Linked DNA regions of Columba livia: region 1 is linked to region 2. Evidence: chromatin contacts called from public Hi-C data. All regions are on one chromosome and are shown on one strand. Each heading gives the region's core, a stretch centred on a gene start, on an enhancer-like site or on the middle of the called end of the contact. The rest is flanking DNA. Distances are from core to core; before and after follow the strand shown. Region 1 holds the start of HECW2 (HECT, C2 and WW domain containing E3 ubiquitin protein ligase 2). Region 2 holds the start of DNAJC10 (DnaJ heat shock protein family (Hsp40) member C10).

Region 1 (7,457 bases), core at 1,853-4,352, 150 kb after region 2:
CTGTCGAACTGCACAAATATTGTGTTAGCTCACTACAAAAAAGAGGAGGAGTGGAAAAGGATGGCAGATCAGAGGCAGGTAAGCACAGAGAGATAAAAACAGAACATTGTTTATGTGGTATACAAAATACTTATCAATACTGACAGCACAAGGAAGAAAATATATGTATACTGCTATATTATTATGTAATATAGCTAATAATATACTTACTGTAAGAGTCTATAGCGGCTAACAACACTAAGCTGGGGATGATCTGTTCGTGCCACTCTACTCAAAAGCTGGTCTCCAGCTTTCCTAAAGATCAGGTTGCTACAGGGAGCAGATGGATGCAAACAGCACGAAGTACAGAGTTACAGCCAGTAAACCACCACAGTGGTTGAGTTAGACCGATAACCTGAATTCTCACCAAGTTTTGCAGATGTAACAGTGTAGGAGAGTTTTGAGGATGGATCAAAGAACAGTGCATTCAACATATTTCTGTTGATACCCTTCTAAATGTACAAATGGTGAGAATAAAAATTAATCAATTAATTAAACACATATGTGTTTTCATGAGAATGAAATTAAAGCATGTTGGAGCCTGGCAACATGTGTCAAGCAAAGTCAGGAGTTAGTATCTCATTAACAATAAAACATGCCAGACAGGATGAAGAAAAATCACAACAGGTTCTGAAGAGGAAACTTCAGCGAACAATTTCTACAACATGTATCTGATGAAACAAAAAAGGGCAATTTAGAAGAAGGGGAGAAACCAATTGAAGCAAGGCTGGAGAAAAGCAGACTTACAGCAGTGAGAATAGATTTGAGGCCCTTATTCCTACGAAGTACTTTCCTTTGCAGAATGCTGACCTGGATGGACAAACAGACCAAATTTAACAATTGGTTTACCCCACCTCTCAACTCAAACTTGCAAGCTCCATGTACTGCAGCAGCATTCTCTCAGGCCATCCAAGGAATCCAAAATAGAAATCTTTGTACTAGTGTTTGCTCTCTGATTTACCTTCATACCAAAGAGTTCTGCATAAGCAAGTAATTGAGTGAGATGAAAAGAATTCTAAAGACAAGTACTGCAGAAGTGCTGGCAGCTCAGATTCCACCTTGAACAAAGAGTTCAGTCCTACAGCAAAACAGTGGAAGGAATTCAAGAAAGATAACAAAACTATGAAGAAGGAAAGTAACTTACATATGCTGCCATAAAACTTCGCTAACTATGACAGTTGTAGCACATAGTTATCTACAAATACATGGCAAATCTAAATAGAAATGGAATTATCAGAAGAGTAAAAAAGCTGTAACTAACAGAAATACCATTACAGAAAATAAAAGCCTTACAGCATCATTAAGCAGTGAGCTCTATTGGAATATAGAAAAACTTCCCAGGGAAAGTCTCATTCCCTAAAAAATTTGAAATGAGACTGAAAAGCTGGTTGGAGACAATATATAAAAATAAACTAGAGCCATAAAACTGCTGAAATAATAAAAATGTTATATGAATTACCCAAATATTAATATATGTAATTCACATGAAAGTATTACTGAGATATGTGAGCTGCTGCACACATTACACAAAGCACAGGTGTTTTGATATGAAACAAAAGTACACCTGTGTTCTTAACCACAAACCAAAACATTCTTATATCACAGGTTATCTTGAAACTTCATGCACTAATGATGATTCCACCAGGCATATTTGTAGGTGGAAATGTACTGTGGAAATTATACTGATTTGAAGAAAAAGTAGGTGATCTGTCATAACACATTTGCCTGTCCCATCTCCTATTGCCATATAAACAATATTAAAAATAAAAGAAAATACCATTTTAAAGTTATTTTGTATGCTCCTGTGAAACTGTTGGGCAGAATATTTGGAGCAGAAAAGGACATCAAATTGTCTAACTGCAGCTTTCCACACTCAGTTCTTTGATCACAGTTGTCGTCTTAAAAGTTTCCCGTGAAAAACATGCCACAGACAGTTTGATGTATGCGTTTTACTCCTGCATTTTTTATATGAAGTTACTGTTATTGAAGTATACACCAACTTCTGAAAGTAAAATAAAGAATATGAATAAAAAGCTCCAATCAATGAGCTCTTTTAGTGCAAACTAAATGAAGAATAGCGTTTGATCTCTTGGTTTCAAAAACTCTACAGTGCCTTCAGAATTAACTATGTGTCAAATATTGTTACCTTACCTCAGCTCATGAAAGAATCTCTCAAATACAGTTTCCATTTGACCCACATATCAGTTGCTCTTTTATGTTCTCACTCCCTGTACTACTGCATAAACAAAGCATCCCTGCATTACTGCTGTATCAATACCCTCTGATTAAAGAACTGCCTAACACCGGTGACTACCAAGAAACTGTACAATAAAACCAATGTTACTTTTAATATTCAATGTTATTTATGCATCTCTTTGTTAGGTGAGAAGTTTAAGAGTTACTTAATTTATCATTTAAAATCTCCTTTTTCCTTACTGATCTTTATATTCTCTCACATCCCACATTTCTTCATAAACCTCCTGGCAACGTCCCCCCAGCAAAGGTTTCCTGGAGCAGATTCTCGAGTGGAACAATGACAGCTTTACAGCAGCTGAGCATCTTTTTATCACACACGCATTACTGATCGAATGCAGTGTTGGTCTGCCTGCAGCGTCACTCTCTTTGCTCAGAAAAGCTGCTACTCTTCCTCCAAAATAAAAGTCATGCCAAAAGATTCTTAAAGCAATTATATTAATCAACAGAATGCAAAATTTTCCGCATTAATGGGTAGCCACCAGCTGCAGTCGCACAAATTATAAAATGCGTAGCCACCATGTTTAGATGCTCCAATGAATACTGTTCCTCTTTGCTGCCATCTACAGACACATTTCAAATCTTTAAAAAAAACCCCTGCTTTTCACTTCCAGTTATAACAATAGGATATCAACATGTCCTACAAAACAGCTCATCCCAAAATTTTTACCTCAACATATTAGAAGCTTCAGGCAAAGCTGAGCCCAAGCGACAGGTCTTCAAAAGGTATTAGGATGTTGCTGCACTGCACGCTGAGTGATGTTCGATCCCAGGTGTTCCACAGGCTGCGCAAAGTCCTTGGCTGGGAATTAGGGGCTCACGTTCCCTGTTCAATGCATGGGAAGCGTTAGGTCATACACAGATGCCCCTCAGAGGTCCGATGAGCTGCCAAAAGTGAAAAGGAGATTGTAAATCTCTAGTATGGGTATCTTAAGTACCTGTGCTAGAGTCCTCAGAATACCTAATGCTTAATGGTTGCAGCATTGACGCCTGCTTCAGACACCGCATTTCCAGTTTTGCAACTGTATGTTCTAACAGGCAGGCTACAAAGTCAGTTTTCCTCTCTCTTTCAAAATGAAAGTCAGCAAGTGGTACGTTTTTAAAAGACTGACACCTCAGACGTGGAGACAGAATAACTCAGCAAGGTTGCTGATCGGTATTAAGTGACTTGCACACCCAGTTAAGTATAGAATCATAGACTGTCCTGAGTTAGAAGGCACCCACAAGGATCATCAAGTTCAACTCCTGTCCCTGCACAGGACAACCCCATAGTTCACACCGTGTGTCTGAGGATGTTGTCCAGTCTCTTCTTGAATACTGTGGCAGGTCAAATCTCATTTGAAAACAGGGCAAAGCAATCAGCGTTTACACACCTCGGCTAAGGGAAAAGTACTTATGAAAACACTGTATTTGTTGAGACAACGTATTCTACTTCTCTGGTCCAAGGGTTCATGTAACTGAACCAGCGACTCCCAATATAACGAAAGACCCATCTTTTGTTTTAAACTTGTAGCAGTTAGTTGTGACTTTTTTTTCTCCTTTGCAAAACTAAACACAGACAGAAAGCAAATAACCTTGTGTCAAATAGGCACCAGGACTACAGAAGCAGGTCCCTTAGTGAGCGTGCCTGCAGCTGGAAGTGAACATGTCATTTGATACGCAGTAAATTGATCACAAATAACAATCAGCCCACAGGTCAGTGTGCTCCTGCAGAGCGTCCTCCCCAGGAAACCTTGAGCCAAGATATCCCACAAGCTGGTTTTAAACAACTTTGAACCTTAAAACACTTTGGTGTTCTGTTGTAAAACACGCTTCACTGAAAGAGCTATTGTAGGAAACAATTATTTTGCAAATATAATAGGCCCAGCCAGGACCTCTCAGCAAAGCATGTTTTAATAACGATTTTGCAAGACCGGGTGTTCTGCATAGAGGAATGCACATCTAATAGGGCAAAAAGCCCCTGCTTATATGCCCCCAAAATCCCGGCCGCAATTTCCTTCCCCTGTTCCCTATTGTTTGGGTACTTCAGGGTTTATAGAATACCCCAATGCATACAATACCCTTCCCCTTATCAATATGCATTCCTGGTACTCTGGCTACACTTCCCCCTAAATTAACTTGTAAATACAGGTGTCAGTATATATTCTGGGAAGAGACTGTTTTACATTAAGAATTCATAGTCTGATGTCTCTCAGTCCTTCCCTCTAAATTAACTTGTAAATACAGGTATCAGTACGTATACAGGTGTCTATATATTCCGGGAAGAGGCTGTGTTTTACATTAAGCATTCATAGTCTCATGTCTCTCCGTCCTTCCCGCCTGCTGGGGTCAGGCGCCAGGTCCTCAGTTATGTGAAAACAACAGTTCTTTGTTAAACGTTTCTTACAGCTATCTAATCATGAGGCGTAACTCCGCAGCCTCCGCGGGCATCCCCACCGCGGGACGGGGGGAAGCGGGAGAGGAGAAGCGGAATCTCCTGTGTGAATCCCATGACCCCGCTTACCGGCGGCTCATGCGCCACCTCGACATCGGAGGGTGCGGCCGGACCCCCGGGGCGCCGCCGCCTCAGGTGCCGATACCTCAGGTACCGCCGCCTCAGGTACGTTCGGCGCCTTCCCGCCCAAAGCGGGACCACAGCTCCCGGCATGCCCCGCGCCAGCACGGCCGAGGCCGTTGGCGCGCATGCGGGGGCGGGTCACGTGACAGTCGGGCTCGATCCTGAGGGTCCCTGCCAACCGAAATAATTCTGTGGTAACACCCAAGTGACACAAAAGAGGCTGAAAGAAAGGCAAAAAGAAGCAGCTCGGAGACAGAGTACTGCTGTGGAGGTGACAACTGCATCCAAGGTACAAAACATGATGATATTATAGTTTTGAGTATTGACAGACTTGGTTTTAGGCGCCTTCGTCTCTGTCGTAGTTAAACAAAGCATACTCAGCTGGAAAAATGATTTAATGATAGATTGTTGTCAGTAAGACATTAATAATTCTTTTGATAATAAGAATCTGTTCTTTTGTCAACTAAAAAAAAAGTACATAGCAAATCAAGAATAAAAATGTTTGAGATTTGTAATTCTCTCATTTTCATGACTTTAGTTCACCCTAGCTTTAGTTCATAGAGTTCTCAATGTCTTCTCTGTCTTTCCAGGAACTTACATTTCTCTGGTATTCCAGTCTTACACTTCTGTTACTGTTTTCCCTGAAGAAAACATCAATGGAATATGTCGCTCAGTCTCATTAATTGTGGTAGAGAATGTGTTGCTGTGTAGTGCTTGCACTCCTACATTCAGTGCTTCAGAACAGAGGGCATCAGACTGGGGATAGAAATCAGGTTCTAGGGGGAAAAGAGCCCAAGGAATTGCTTTCATCGCTCCTCTTAATACTTAGTGTCAAAAGGATTGCCTCACAACCCAAATGCACTCACTGTTGGCAAATAACATATTTTTTTTCCCCAAAAAAAACCCTCAAACCTAAGCGTAAGTGCAGTTTTAATCTCCTCATTCTTTGTCTAAACAGGTTTAGGCATTTAATTTTCTGAAGGAGAGTAAGTTGTCTTAAAGTGTTTTTTTCCAAAAAACAGCATAGCTGTTTTGAAACTCCTTTATTTAAAGGGAATATGAAATATTAGAAAACACATTCCAATCTTTAAACCATAGTGGCACAGAGTATATCCAAGACAAAAGTATTTGTACTGTAATTGTCTTTTATAGTCTTTTTTTTAAAATCTTGTATATTAAATATGAACAACTGAATTTCTTTCTTTTTAAAGGGAACAGTTAATGGAAAAAGTAAACATTGGTGAGTCCTTCCATTATATTGCAATTTTTCATTTGTGCCACAAAAAAAAAAAATGTATAGAAATTCATGTTTACTTCTTTTTCTACCTAGAAGCTGGAAAAAAACAGTCAAACAGCTGAAGAAATATAAAGAGGAGACAAAAAAGAAACGGGAGGAAACCAGCATAGAATCAGAACAGGTGAGACCAGTTACATAATTAACTGCAAGTAACAAGATAGTATTTCAGCATAGGCACCAGGTAACTCTTTAATCTCAGATATAGGTCGCTGGTGAAGCATGAGGTACAACCTTGACCTTTTAAACTAAGCAGCATTTATCACGCTTAAAAAAACCCACAGTTTTTATCTTTTCTGTGAATCTCTTAAATTTAGTGGGGTTTGTAAGAAGATCTTTTGTTCCCCACAGCTGATTGTTTTTATCAGGTTGAGGATATCTGCATTCAACAACCAAACCAAAGTGTTGTGGCCAAGAAAATTGCTCCCCGAGCTGCTCTTATGTCACTGTACATGACATCATGCAAAACCACATTTCCCTCCCACCCCAAGAAGTCATTTGTCCTTGCATCACCTCATCCTTCCACTACTCCACCACAATACCTAAATTATCATAGCTTGCATGGATTACTGTAGTAGTTTGGGATGACAATCTCAGGGGTTTGGTTAATACCCTATAAAACATCAACAAAAAGCAGAATTAAAAATTAAAAGATGCCCTGGTCTGAGGTCTTACATGCTGCTTATCAGTCCAAGTACTGTTTTGTGACTACAAAGAGACCTTAATAGCAGTTCTAATTATGCTGTCTTGCCTACATCACTCCTAGTGTGGAAGCAGCTCAATGGAGCCCCAGGGGCCTAATGGATAAAACACTGGGTGTAAGGCAGGGGTTGTGGGTTCAAGTCCCCGCTGTGGTGACTTGGCCCCTCCCAGCAGGCATGAGGCCCTGCATGGGGAATGCAGCGACTTGAGGAAGAGGGGAGGAGGGCAGCACCTCAAATAGCAACAGCCGGACCAAACCCCAAAAGCCAATGCAACGCAAGCAAAACCATATCGCAACATTGGGAGGGGTGGTAAGAGGTGACAGGGTCACCCTCCACCAAAAACAGCTCCTGCAAAGCAGAGGAGACTAAAAAAAGTGAACAGAAGGCTCAAAATGCAAAGCAAAAGAAACTTAAAAAAAAGAGTGTTCCTTTTCTAAGGGTAGTAGAGAGCTCAAAAATGCTGACTTGCAGGGAACAAGGTTAACGGCGGAAAAACAAACAAACAACCTGCTTTAAAGCAGTTTTTAGTGCTAGAGTTAGGTTGTGGTTGGACTCTATGACCCTGAGGGTCTCTCCCAACCAAAATAATTCTATGTTCTTACTCTGGTTT
Region 2 (7,179 bases), core at 1,086-3,585:
AGTCTGAGCTGTTCCGAGTCCTCTCTCTAGTTATTCTCGTTCTCCTCCCTTGTTCTACCTTGGCAGTCCCACAATTTCTGCTTCAGTCTATTCAATATTTGGAGATTGATGTCTCAGCACAGCCTGATGTTGTTTGCTGTTTAGATGAGATTTTATGTTAGCGAAATAGTAAGTTCCCCTAAATTAAATGGAAAGAAACAAACTCATCAGTTTACCAACAATGTCATATGGCACAGACTTACATTTTCCTTTATTTACAAAAATAAAATCCAGAATTAAATGACCGTGACTCTTTTACTGCGGCAATCTAATATGGCCCAAATTGAACACAACCAGGTGCGACCAGTCTATATCATTTTGTAAATTCTCTCTGCAGAAAATCGGAGCCGAACCACATTATCAGGTGGTTACATTGCTTCACAAGAACAAAGAAACACTTTAGATAATTTAAACCCACTTTTTGTTAAAACATTAAGAGTCATTAATTCAACAACTTTGACCCGTTAAAGATGTGACGTACCTGATTTTTATCAGGGTGCAACTTCAATGCCAGTTTTTTGAAAGCTTGCCGTATTTCTCTACTGCTTGCTTCTTTGGACACTCCAAGTAAGCTATAGTAGTCCTGATCAGCGCACACAAGAACTAGGACACATACTAAAACTAGCAACAAGGATCTTTTGAAATATCTAATATAATCTCCTTTGCATACTGAGAACTCCATTATGAAGCTTTTGGAAAGTTTACGGGTTCTGATCCCAGCAAGGTTTGGAAAGAGCCTCCAGTAAATCCACCAGCATTCAGAGATCCAGCCAGATCTAGGACGGAGCTCTGTTTGTCCTACCGCATGTCGCAAGCCTTGCAAAAGTTACAACCTATAAGAAAAGGGAGAAAAAAGCAATTAAGTACATTTTGCTAATTATTCAGTAAATATACATTAGTAAAGAACCCCATCCCAGCTTGTGCAGACTGCACATGAACACCAGGTTTCTGGATGGCTTTCTGAAGGCCACACAAATGACAGACCATCTCTTGAGGATGTAGCTTGTGAACGAGGTCATCACGCAAAGCTTTCCAGAACGGCACTACGTACCAGCCACTTACATCCCATTAAAAAAGAGCGGGTTTAACGGGGTTTACTCATCTTCCACACTCACTTTTGGTGCTTCGGGGGGGGCATTTCTGCCGGGAGCAGCGGGTGGTTCTGCGCCAGCAGCCGCTGCGGGGCCGGGCGGCCCCCGGGGACCCGCCACGGGAGGGGGCCGGCGGACCGCGGAGCTGCCGCAGGAGGGCCCGGGGAGCCCGGAGGTCACAGCCCCGCGGGCCGGCGGGGGAAGGGGCTCGGGGCGGCGCGGCCCCGGGGAAGCGGCGCGGCGCTTACCGGGCAGCGGCGGCTCGGAGCCGGCGGAGGAGCGGGCCGGGCGCGGGGCAGCATGGGCCAGCGGGCCGGGCGGAAGGCAGCCCGGGCCGGGATCCGGCTTTGGGCCGGAGCGGGCGGGGCCGGGGTGACGTGGCCGCCGCGCCCGCCTGGGGCGGGGACTCGGTTCGGCTCCTCGCGGCCGCGCCCGCCTGCTGCACCCGCTCACTTCATGAGCACACACCGACCCCAGCTCAGCCATCTTAAAATGTGCCTCGTCGCTCAGTTCCCCTCCGTAATGCCCCGTAATGCGGCAGGAAGCAAGACGGGCTGAGAACTGGCTACAATGGCTGTTTTTACATTGAAGTTATCACAGCATCACACACACAGAATCACAGGATGTCAGCGGTTGGAAGGGACCTGGAAAGCTCATCCAGTGCAATCCCCCCATGGAGCAGGAACACCCAGATGAGGTTACATGAGTTACACATGCACAATAGGATTTTTAAATAAATCAAAAACATTGATCCAAACAAAATCGCATTCAACGTCTATTTTAAGTTTCTATGAAGTACAAATAAAGTCTTCAAAGCTTAAGTTCCTTGGATAAGACCAATTTTCATTTATTTAAATTTAAAGATAAGTTAGCTCCAAAAGCAGTATGAAATGTAAACATCAGATACCATGATAAAAATCTTAACAAATAACAATTTTGTCGTAAAGTGCTGGCATATGCTTTCGGCTTTATTTTCCATATGTTAAAAATACTAATGTACGAAGCTTCCCGGCTGTAATTTCAGTAACATTGTTGCAGAGTTTTAAAATTTAATAATTTTAGAAACATTCTTTTCTACCTTTTTCCATTAGAGCTTTTTGACATTTTCTTCATCCTACGTGAACTTTAACTTCTGAGTATCGACAAAATAGTTTGTGTTTTTAATTTGCCCAGTTCAAATTAGGCTCCATGCTGGTAGAGAAAAACAAGAGGTTAGAAAAGACTCCAAGTGGGAAAAGCCAATGACTTTGAAAAGTGAGAGTATAAGGTACCTGAACACAATGCAACTGCCTCCAAAGTCATTTTATCATTATATGCAATATCAGTATCACTGAAAAAAAGTTCCATGAAAATTAACACATAGAAGAGACTCAATGTGGTTCATTTATACCCAGGCATCTGAGCGTCATCCATGCTGAGTATATTCATTACTTCATTTCACATGAGAGCAAGTCTCGGAAAACTTTTACTTCTCTTGACAAACGTGAGCTGAAAGAGTCTTACAGACCTTACACCTCAGTCAACTGCTCGCTTCTCGACATGAGCGTCACCCAAAACAGAGACAAGAGTTCTGAATTCCCCCAGCATTCTGGTGATACCTTCTATTGAAATTTGTTTGTAAAAAAACTTGTGCCTTCCTTGCACGAAGAAAAATAAAATACAACCTTTTAGCACTCATTATGTTCACCTCTCAAGCACAGGTTGTTCCAAAACTTCAATCTGCAATTGCCAAGTCCACAGGCACACTCAAAAAATATTATTAGATTGTGATACTTTATTATACAAACCAAATCAAATCCAAATCAAAGACGATTAAGTCTTAAGGAGTGGAAAACCCCAAAAGTATTTTAAAGTGCCATTTACTTCCAAAACATTTATAAGAGTTTTAATACATTCCCTACACAAGACGACCTCCAGCCTCAGTGTTACAATGAGGACTTTACCTTGTCAGTACGAGTTTCAGGCTGTTAAGGCATGACTGGTAGTTGCTCCAAGTCAAAACTTGACATAGGCATTATTTCCTCAGAGCCTAGAAACAGGAAGTTCAAGGGATGTAACTTAAAAAAATAACAAGCCTACTAACCAAAAGAAATGTAAAGGCTTAAAATAATTATTAAGTAGCTTGTCTTTTGACACTGCGGTCCATTTCTCCAAGTGGGCAGGAAGCCAAGTCATTATCTATAGCAATAACTGACAGATGCACTGCACTGCTACATTGAGGGGCATAATGAAAAGCTTTTCATTGCAGCTGCACTGGCAAAAATGGCTAAAATTTTCAGTTTATTCAGTTATTACTTTCAAGAGACTTTATGGTTTGGGATTTTTTGTGTGGTGGTGGGTTTTGTTTTGTTTTTAATTATCATTTTTAAGATGAGGAATAGGTCACTACAGGTAGACAATATTATTTCAGAGGTTTGATGAAAGCAAACTAACGAGTGTATCAAATATTCACATCAGCGTGGGACCCTCATCCTCCTCAAATCTAACTTACTGGTAAGAAAGGACCACTAATGCAAGGACGTTTTCTATTGAAGCATTCCAGAGATCCAACACAGGAAAAACACACACACTATGCCTTATAAAGCCCAAGTGGACCAGATCCATAAGGCGCAAACACTTCCTCAGCTACCAGTGATCCTTGAGAGAAACCAGTCCTCCAAATGGCCCCAACAGATGTATCCTATTCCCAAACCACACCCACTTCAGCTTCCATTTAAAGCTATGAGAATGCTCACAAATAAGCCCAGTTTCCCTGCTTAGACCAATTTCTCATTAAGGCTAGTCATACAACTGTGCATGTATTCAACCACTGTTTGGCAAAGCTTGAGTTTAAACAAACTCATTTTCAGGATTTAATTTGTTCACTCTGACATCATTTTTGGACTAAAACTTGAAAAGTGCAAAAATATTTAATTATATCTTCTTAAAAAAAATAATTCATTTTATTGGTGCAACAACCCCGATTTCTCAGGAGTTAAATCCATTGCCAGCAATGGACAGACAAGGAAGCACCAGCATAAAAAGGTCAAAGTGCATTTCCCATATGCCAACGCTGCACGAATTGGCAAGCCATAACCTTACATTTGCCACTGGAACAGATTATGCTAAATTCTTTTGATAAAAGTCTGTATTACGTATTAACATATGAAGTCTGTCGTGAAGTCTTGGGGATACTGCAATGAATCATCGAAACGGAAACGTTTGGAGACTGTACTGCTGTCCTCTGGAATGTTTTCTTTGTCTTCCTTGTTGCTACAGGTACCATTACAACTGGATTTTACATTCCGCTCTTCTGAGAATTTCATTGCGTGTCCTGGCATCAGAGAAAAGCCACAAGTTCCCTCAGGGCTGGACAAGAGGATGAACTCCTCTTGCTGCAACCATGAATGAGAAAGACAGGCCTCTGCTGTGGGTCTTTCCCTTTGAAAGAGAAAACAGTGAAGTTGCTTCAGTTAACTTCAGAAATACTAAAAACATAATTACAATAGCTCTGACACACGCTAAGAAATCTTAAGCAGAACTGACACCAAAAAGTTAATATTGCTGTTTTCCCACCCCTACCACTGCTGCTAAAAAGCACATTAGACCCCCACCATAGTTAAGCATTGACAAAACGCATGTGAATTGCACATTAGACCCCCACCATAGTTAAGTATTGACAAAACGCATGTGAATTGCAGTGGACAGCTTCCCCTACCACTGGGTGTCAGGATTGGTAAGCGTTTCCTCACAACAAGGAACAGGCATTTCTCGGCCAGTATTCACAGTCCCTTGGAACATTTTCAACATGGTGCATGTGTATATTTATATACACGTGTGTATTTATATATATGTGTATATTTGTGTATATGTATATTCTTATACTTTTGAAGTCCTAATGTGTTACAGAGACCACTGTAAATATGTAGGTTAATGAATATTTAGTCATTCGGTTTTCAAGGAGGGCCAAATAACATGATGTCATCAACTCTATCAGATATTTTGTAGTCTGTTACTCTTGCAAGTCACCATAAACTGCCGTAAACCCTTGCAAAATGTATTTACTACCAAACAGACCACAGACATACAAAATCGCTCCTTTGGATAACTTAGAGAAGTGCTACTACAGTTCTCGCCATGTTAAATTCCAGAGAACTTGCAATAAATGCAACAGAGCGCCCTATTTGTCCTTAACTCTACCAGAACACATGAGTATTTTTTGGTCAGAGAACTCTGACCTTACAGACTTGACTACCTGAGGACAGATTTTTCCTCTGAAGATTCAAATAAGGTATAATCACCAAAAATTGGAATAGGAAAAGAAAAAAAAAGTTACTGAGGTTCTAATGAAGTCACTGAGATGCCCAGAAGCAAAAAATCAAGTAGAGTGGTAACTGTGACAGAATATCAAGCACCAACATTTATCAAAGCAGGCTATTCATGGTTACTTCCTGCATGATAGTGTGGGCTTTACGAGTTATTCCAGATGGTGACAAACCCTGTTCAGACATGAGTTTATACGGAGTCCTTATTTCATGAAAGTAGGCACTTCATGGACATCATGCCCCATCATCCCTCCCCTTTCTCAGCCAAACAGGGACACTCCTGCTTGCTGCAGGCTCTCCGAAGAAGACAGGGACTTCTGTGTCACCATAAATGACAATATTTGCTGGTAAAACAGTTAAAAAAATGCCCAGATTTAATGCTATACAGCAAGAGCAGACACAGTTAATGTCTGTAATTCTCCCACTCTCAAAGGCTATCTTCTCAAAGTTCAGCTACTTGGAGATGCCTTGATTAGAGCCTGAACTCTCAAAGAAAGCAGTTATGGAAATGTGCCTGACAAACAAAAAGGTTGTACTTTTGGTTGAGAACATTTTTTAAAAACGCTGAACACACGGCAAAATACTATATATTTCTGAAGAACATGTGCTAGTCACAAGATTGCCAAATTTTTATATAAAATGTATTCATATAGAATGACACATTAAAGGTAAGTCAAGAAACAAGAAAGCACTGCATCAAAAAGACTGCATTTTATCTCTCCAACTTGAGCAATAAAAGGTTGAATTATAGACAAGAATGTGACCTTTCTAGAATATATTTAATCAGATTTGTTCATAATCTATCCGCTGAATGAAAATATAAAGAAATAGAAAACTCCAAGCACAATACAACGATACCCAGACAGTGAACCAAAGCTCCTTTCCATACATTATGGAAAAGCAGAAATCTACAATTTGAAATATCCAGCTGATAATACCAGTGCATTGTGAAATATCTGACTGACCGTATCACTGGTTTTAAGCTCTCAAATTAACATGCACTTTTTCTAGGTGCTCCACAAATGTAAGAGATAAGACTGTTGCTTGTAGGAGTTTGTTACTTACTCTGGATTTTTGATGAGAAGTTTTTGAATGAAGTCTTTGGCAGGCAGTGAAACTGATGAAAATGTTTCTTCTGAATAATCCACGTTAACTTGAGATATATTAAGGTAAGTTTCTTGATTATCGGCTCCCACAAATGGAGATTCTTGTGTCAGCAGCATGTATGAAATAACGCCTATGTTCCTGAAATAAGAACACAATGTATGACCCTACTAGAATACCCCTCATATTTATCATGTTGCAGATCAAACTTCCTGACATATGCCACACTCAGAGAACTAGAAACATCATGGGAGAGCTCACTTTTATGTGCTTCAAGCATGCATACACATGTACACACAAGGAAATCCACGTATGTATCTCACTAAAGGAATTTTATGAAAATTGCTCACATATACAGAGTGTTTCAAAAAGATGGCCCCAACCGATCGCTAATACTGCTTTGAAACTGGGTCCATCTTTTTGAAACCCCCGTGTGTGGTTACATATAGATAAAACATATGCAGTAATCCCAGTAAGCGCCAGGTTATATCCTGAGCACTCCTTCCCCTCCCAACTCTCCTTTTAGTTGGTGAACAGAAGGGCATTCTTGGAAGCTGGATAAAACTGCATCAGAATCTGGATCTGGCCCCTAAGTTGATAAATGGTCACGCCTACCTCCATACATTAAATTAAAACACATG

What was found. A called contact is a pair of places that touch in the nucleus more often than the background predicts.
Region 1: a contact with region 2 is called in a Hi-C map of crop, with 2.1 times the contacts expected there. The contact joins the promoter of HECW2 here to the promoter of DNAJC10 in region 2.

What each region holds. Positions count from the first base shown.
Region 1 is chr7:38,593,123-38,600,579 of bColLiv1.pat.W.v2, forward strand. It overlaps HECW2 (HECT, C2 and WW domain containing E3 ubiquitin protein ligase 2), which reads right to left and starts at 3,103. Exons shown (of 29, transcript XM_021289785.2): 1 at 2,963-3,103. LOC110359863 (a long non-coding RNA gene) reads left to right here and starts at 4,963. Exons shown (of 3, transcript XR_002415332.2): 1 at 4,963-5,138; 2 at 6,180-6,267.
Region 2 is chr7:38,445,223-38,452,401 of bColLiv1.pat.W.v2, forward strand. DNAJC10 (DnaJ heat shock protein family (Hsp40) member C10) reads right to left here and starts at 2,336. Exons shown (of 23, transcript XM_005504023.3): 1 at 2,209-2,336; 2 at 521-872. The coding sequence starts at 721. STK17B (serine/threonine kinase 17b) reads right to left here. Exons shown (of 8, transcript XM_065069970.1): 7 at 6,500-6,679; 8 at 1,953-4,550. The coding sequence ends at 4,268.